2 separate regions of the Cyprinus carpio genome follow, and region 2 is linked to region 1. Evidence: chromatin contacts called from public Hi-C data. All regions are on one chromosome and are shown on one strand. The core of a region is the stretch at or near the end of the contact, and the rest is flanking DNA. Distances in the headings are between cores, read along the strand shown.

Region 1 (3,358 bases), core at 246-2,745:
TTAACTTAATACTTAATATATTGAATATTTATGACAGTTTAAATAAAATAAAATGAAAAAAAATGTAATATAATTTTTAAATACACACACATATAAAGTAACAATGTAGTAATAACAATTTAATATTAAGAATTTAACAATAATTTTGTCATATAAATATTAACTTCATACTTACACCACTATATATAAAGATATTTTATTTTTAATTATTTATTTTTCCTTAATTAGCAAACCTTTTCCCCCAGGACTACTCATTAATAGTAAATAAGGAAATACGTCTCCAATTTCACACATGCATGAACATATTTAAATACAGTAACAATGTATTATAACATTAAGAATTTACTAATTTTATCAGATCAAAACTAACTTCATACCAACACCCTTATATGTAAAAATGTTTTAAAAATTATTTTTTTTTTCTTTAATTACTAAAACTATTTTCCCCAGAATTCACTACTAAATTACTAGTAAATAAGGAAACACTTCTCCAACTTCACACACACATGCATGTATTTATTACTAGTAGTTGTAACGAATGGCACAGCCCAGTTCTGCAAAGGGGGTCAGTGTTCTCCAAATCATTGACCCCGTCTGTCAAATTCAAGGGGTTTGAACCAAACAATCGACGCTTGTGAAAGACCTGCATGCCTCTGATAGAGATCACAGGACATTCACACACAAAAAGAGAGCTAGAGAAGTATATACATGAGCATTTTTTGTCCTTCATCAGAGAAGCACAAAAGTATTCTCACTTTATCCAGCTTGTGGCATCGTTCAACCACAAGAAAAATGAGATAAAGAGATAAGTCTTAAATGGTAATCACCATACCAGAGAGACAGAGCAACAGAAAGTCACCTGCTCTGTTAGTGTTTCACTGTCGGTTTCGAGCGAGAAGAGGAATGGCTGCTTGCGGTTTCCTGTCATATGAACTAAAGCTTCACTTTCAGATGTCAAGCTAACAAATGTGATTAAATGTCTGCTCTGGGTAAAAGCAAGTTCAGCTCAATCACCAGCATCTGTGGCATGTTGTTGATTACCACAGAAAGTCCTTATGAAATTATGAATGTGTAAAACTATGTTTTTGTAATGTCTTAAGGAAGTAATATATATTTAGATTAGTATAGCGTCATGCCCATCACACATCGATCAGATGCGTTTCCCACGAGCTATTCACACAGGACACGTAGCACTACGGTGGAAAATATTAACTAAGCTAAAACTAGATAGATCTCACTAATCAACTATTTAACCTTATTTGTGTAAAAAAACATGCACAGAAATGCACTTACAGTGAAAGTCATTTTGTAAACATCTTTTATGTTTGTTTTGAGAGAAAGGTCATTTTCGGTGATTGTAGCTTGTATTTCAATCAGGAATATGCTTGCACTTTGGCATACCGTTTCTTCATCGACTTTGCTGCACTTATTGATGGCCGAGGTTTCTTCTTCTTCTTCTGTGGTGCTTTCTGGGATCTTCTTCCTCTGTCTCAGAGTCTAGAACAGAAGAATAGGAACAGTTCAGAAAAGCTTGATGCTCATGATCATGTTTGATGAGGTGAGATTCATCCCTGCTGCATTTGTGTTGGCATTTTGTTTGTGGTACTGTATATGTGATTCGTGGCCTGATATGAGATATGAACCTGCCTGACAACATAAGGAAATACCGAGCTGAAGCAAGTAGCTTCTGACTGGTCATGTGACTCAATGTGTCAGCCACCATGAGGCGACCTGCTTTGTGTAAAATGAAACTTTTAGTAGGCTACTAATATGACTTTTATAGTCATTTGTTTTTTTAACAAGTATTTTTCATTTCTTAAAAAGGGTAAAAATGCTTAATTTTTTTTTTTTTTTTTTTAATTCTGAAAAATTATTATAATAAGCCCAGGGGGCATTGCAGACCAGCACATTAACTATTATTAACATAAGCATTTTAGTTAGGAAAAAGTCACTGTATAGAATTTTAATGTTAATAATATGTAATAAAACTACTCTTATTTACTTTCATCTTTATTACTGATATTTTACTTGAATAACTATTTGAAAAGCAATCTTTACACAACTGAGAAATACTGAAATTCAAGTCATTTTTAATTTAATTTGTCTATAAATATCAATGATTAATTTGTGTCCTCAGTTTAAAAGTATATTAGTTACGGCATTCTGAAATATTTCTGGTAAAAGTTGAAAAATTATATAGTAATAGTCGGACCTGCTGTTGTTCAGAAATCCAAAATCAATAAAATAAATACTAACAAAAACAAAACACTAAATACTTTCAATAAAATAAAAGCAGAGAATAAGGTACTACTAGAATAAGGCATTCGTCAAGTCCCTTGGGAATCAGATCTGCTGTTGTTCAGAAAACCAAAAATATCAGTGACGGTAAGATTCAAATCTAACAGTAAAAATTACAACAATATGGCGCAGATAACTGTGATTATAAATATGACAAATAAGTTTTTCACGTCATAGATAAAACATACACCTACCCTCATCATCATCATACCACCAAAGTACACAACGCCTTATTCACATGATACACACATCACAGCACACATTACGTCATGGACCTCATCCCACAAGATGGAAGAGCTTCTCGTTTCTCCATAGGGTCACACACACACACACACACACACTCAAACACACCCTTCACAGATGGCTAGTTTGGCGGGATGGGTGAAATATTAATCAGGTCTCGCATCGCACCATACCATTTAAACGTTAAAGAGGTGATTAACCCTGCCCCCCTTCACAGCATTTTGGCATTCACCTGCACCAGCGAGTGGCCCACACACACACACACCTCCATGCAACCTAACACCTAAGCCACACCATACACTCGCCATAGAATTATAGTTATAGACATTGACGGCTGTACTGCGATTATATAAAAATTCACTCTGCTTAATTATTCTTATGAAGACCATCAATGAATGGGAAAATTGCTTGTGTTTCATTAAGGTGGCCTTTTTTGTGCAGAAAATGCAGGGTGGAGAATCTCCATCAATGACACCACTTTACAGGGTCAGGTGCTTTGATGGAGCGACTGTGTCATTTAATGTTCTTGTTTTTTTATTTTATTGATAGTCTTATCTGGATATGTTGTAAATATAATGTCATGTGGGTATTTACATTGTGCAAAACAGCTCCTAACAGCAAGTGAATAACAGGTGAACATTTCTGCTAATCTAAGTAATGATATTTGCATTAGAACAGTAACAGTAATGAGATTATAATATAAAGAAAGAATTGGCAATAAGTGAGCGTGTCAAAAAAGTAGGCCACAGCCCTGGTTTTTATGACCTTCAGTTTGGGTTTGCTGAAGACCCAGTCAGTATTTGTGACCTGACCACAT
Region 2 (3,358 bases), core at 442-2,941, 37 kb after region 1:
CATCCAATATGACTCACCAATGCCAGTGCAACCCTACAAAATAAACAATCAGCCATATTAAGTTACAACTTGGCATAGTTCATTCAAAAATGTAAATATCATAATTTAGAGTAGGGCTATTTATGGTTATTTTTCCTATGGAATTCAAGTGGATAATTTTTGATACATTTTTATGCATCTTTTTTAATACACCAATTTATAGCAAGCCCCCCTTCCTTAATTTTGTAATTTCCATTATGCATATTTAAACTGGCACACTGCATTTAGCATCAATGTCATTAAACCTTGCATGACTTAAGACTTAATTTTGACTCAACACACAAAGAATACAGCTACAGATCAGCTTTAACAGACTGATATCAAGCAGAAAAGTTGCCAAATTTATGGTGCTTTTATGGTGTTTTCTGGAGCTTGACAGTCACTATGATCAGTTTCACTGCATAGAAAAAAGCTGTGTGAAAATTGCTAAATGAATTATTCTTTTGTGTTCTACAGAAGAAAAAAAATATATAAAAAATGACAGCATATTCACCATCACTTGTAATTACATATGTGCACTGTGCAAAAGAGGAACACATTAACTGATCCTCGGGAATCTAACCATTAAAGCTACTAAATGCTGTATGAGTGCACTGCTTTAGAATGGTAATTACTGAATGTGCACAGCACACTTGAGGGAATCGGTGCATTTGCATAAAATCTGTGGATGCTGTGGCCAGTCACACACTCCTCTCTCTAACACTGCATCTGTACATCCGTTTATGACATCCTCTCATCATCAGCTCTCAAACAGGGGCTGCTCGGGCACGCAGATTGATGACTTTCCCAGCACGATCGATGGCGAGCCTACAAATGTGAACCACTGCGCAAAGAAAACCAGCAGGCACATGCACACAATTATACACGACACGCGCCTAGGTATGCAGCTTGCTGGGTTTTGAGACAACATCAGGTGATGATGCACTTGGGCTTTTTATAGCTTTAAATCTCTCACCTCCAGGTGGGCACATGGGCCTCGTAGTCCCAGTATTCCCTGCTCTTCAAAGTGTTGACATCGGCATACACCCGAGATTTACTACCGGCCACCGGGCCGGGCATGGCGCGCGACGGGGCTCAGGGTGCAGGAGAAATCCAAAACACACAAACACACGGAGGACCACCGATCAGAGGCGGACCAGCCCGGGGGAGGTCTGATGGTACCCGGTTCGGGCGTGAGATCTCTGATATCAGCGGCGTGAACGACGGAGCGCGGTGTCCGGCCTTCTCAGGGGTGTTTATACCGCCTGGAGATCCGAGGGTGGAAATGAACCGTGGATAGTCTGTGAAATGCCCCGGCAGTGCTAAAATCGCACGCAAAGCTGCGAATATGAAGACTAGCTGGTCTATTTTGGATCTGTATGTGAGAAGTTTCGTGAAAAGTTCTTTGGTTTAAAAATAGACTTTGAGTCCTAGGCGGGGGGGTTTGTTTAAATCTAATTACTGTGTGTTAAACCCCCCCACCACCCCAAAGGGGCCTCAAATCCCTTAGATCCAGAGCATAGAGATTGGAGAAGAAAATCCAGGATGTGTTTCCTCTCAGTCTTCAGTCTGTAACTGAGAAGAATATAACTAACCAGCCTCGAAGCTTACGATATTGACTGGTTATAGAGAGAGAGAGAGAGAGAGAGAGAGAGAGAGAGAGAGAGAGAGAGGACTACAGATCGATGTTATGCTCGACCCTCTCGTGAAAAACCGTGTCCCCGTGACGTCGCTTGCGTGAAGTCGATATGCAGTAATCGCGAATCCCGCTTTTAATCCGCTGCAACGGTCCGCTTGTGCTCGGGGTTCGGGTTCTCCGGACCAATCCCCCCGTGCTGCTGCTGCAGGAAAAACGGACTGCAACGGTTTGACCCGGAAGCGCAAGATAGCTTTATCAATTAGCATCGCACGGCCGGAAGTACAAGATGTAGTAGCCACCGGGCACGTCCGTCCGTTGTTATCATAGGTTGTTATGCGCCTACACATGAAAGACTTCCGTTTCCACCGATGAAGGAGGAACAGATAGTGCGCACTGACACAAGTACTGTGAAGAAAATATACATTTTAAGGAATGCATAGCCTAGCTGTGTTTTCCATTGTTTCCATTTCATTCATTTCGGTCATTTCCAAAAAATAGAATTAATTTCATAACACATGCAGTTTTGTAAAAATGGTTTAACTTCGCTTAATAAACGATTTACGTCGGGAAACCCATACATTTGTATGTAAACGACATGAAAATCTAGCATGTAAATTTCCTCATAATTGTGTACAATATTAAATAATAATTCTGATGTTATTTGTTTATTTAGTGAACGTACTGTTTTATTTAAAATACTCAATTCATGAATATGGTGTAACGTCTGGTATAATCTGTCCCTAAATAAAAATTCGTGTTAAAACGTAATTTTTTAATGTTTTATTTTTTTTCATGGAGTATCACAGTAACGAATTGATGTGTTTATTATTTGAATATGAATGATTTAATGGCGAAGCACGCGCGCGCACGATCCGGGATGGCACTGTTCTTAGCAACCATGGCGGAAACGACAGCGGACGGTAAAATCAACACAGATAAAAAACAACTTGTTCAACTTGTGGAGGACTTGAAGTAAGGCACAAAAGTTTAGTTTTTTTTTAATCTCGACTTATTCTTGCTGTCATATTTGCCAAACGATAACATTTGTTCGTTTTAATACATGTAACGTTGACGTTAGTTGGCTGATAACGAGCCTGCAGCGTTTCAGCTGACTCTAAACGTTTTATTTCTTGTTCTCTCAGCAGATATTTTATATTATTTTTTACATTTGAATAACTCATTTTTGTTTTCCTGAATTTAAGGCTCAAATGCAGCGCAACGAGCAGAGATCGATATGTTTGAGCGATATATTAGAGGGCTGGACCTACAGCCTCAGACGGAGAATTATGAAACAGCATCACAGATAGAAATGGCAACGGTACGTATTTCATAAACGATGTGTGTTATATGCGTTTTGAACAATTTCTCATTATTGTAAACAAATGAATACAGTCATGGCGTAATGTTCAATACGTAGTGACGTCTCGGTCGTCTCTTTCCACTCAAAATTTTGAGGTGAAATATTACTTGTGCATGTGAATCTTGTAATCTAAAACGTTTAACGTTGTTCTGTTTGTTAAATAATATATATATATACATATATTTAATTTCCATGACGTCATTCACCACTGTCAATCATGACGTTGTCAATCTTTTGATACCAGAGTCCAGGAAGGAAAACTAAAGCAAGACAACAGCTCCTGACACTAGAACAGAAATGTGATGTTGCCAAAAGCATGCATAAACAGATGGCCGAGGATC

The links. Hi-C and Micro-C count contacts between places; a contact is called where the count stands out from the background.
Region 2: a Hi-C map of liver shows a contact between it and region 1, with 6 times the contacts expected there. The contact joins the promoter of LOC109062417 here to the enhancer-like site in region 1. A contact is called at or near these places in 2 of 8 Hi-C or Micro-C datasets (both in liver).

Annotation. Positions count from the first base shown.
Region 1 is chrB25:10,232,801-10,236,158 of ASM1834038v1, forward strand. It overlaps LOC109051125 (fatty acid 2-hydroxylase-like), which reads right to left. Exons shown (of 7, transcript XM_042752728.1): 2 at 1,402-1,497. Among protein-coding and RNA genes, the nearest start is that of LOC109087124, 8.9 kb to the left of the region's middle. Within about 2 kb of position 1,496, at least 2 of the 8 cell types and tissues checked have an H3K27ac peak or open chromatin away from gene starts, as enhancers often do. A contact at or near this core is called in liver, where this site is marked.
Region 2 is chrB25:10,269,492-10,272,849 of ASM1834038v1, forward strand. It overlaps LOC109062417 (coiled-coil domain-containing protein 113-like), which reads left to right and starts at 1,692. Exons shown (of 9, transcript XM_042752675.1): 1 at 1,692-2,059; 2 at 2,514-2,628; 3 at 2,857-2,975; 4 at 3,262-3,358. The coding sequence starts at 2,535. LOC109110327 (casein kinase II subunit alpha'-like) reads right to left here. Exons shown (of 13, transcript XM_042752676.1): 2 at 995-1,693. The coding sequence starts at 1,098.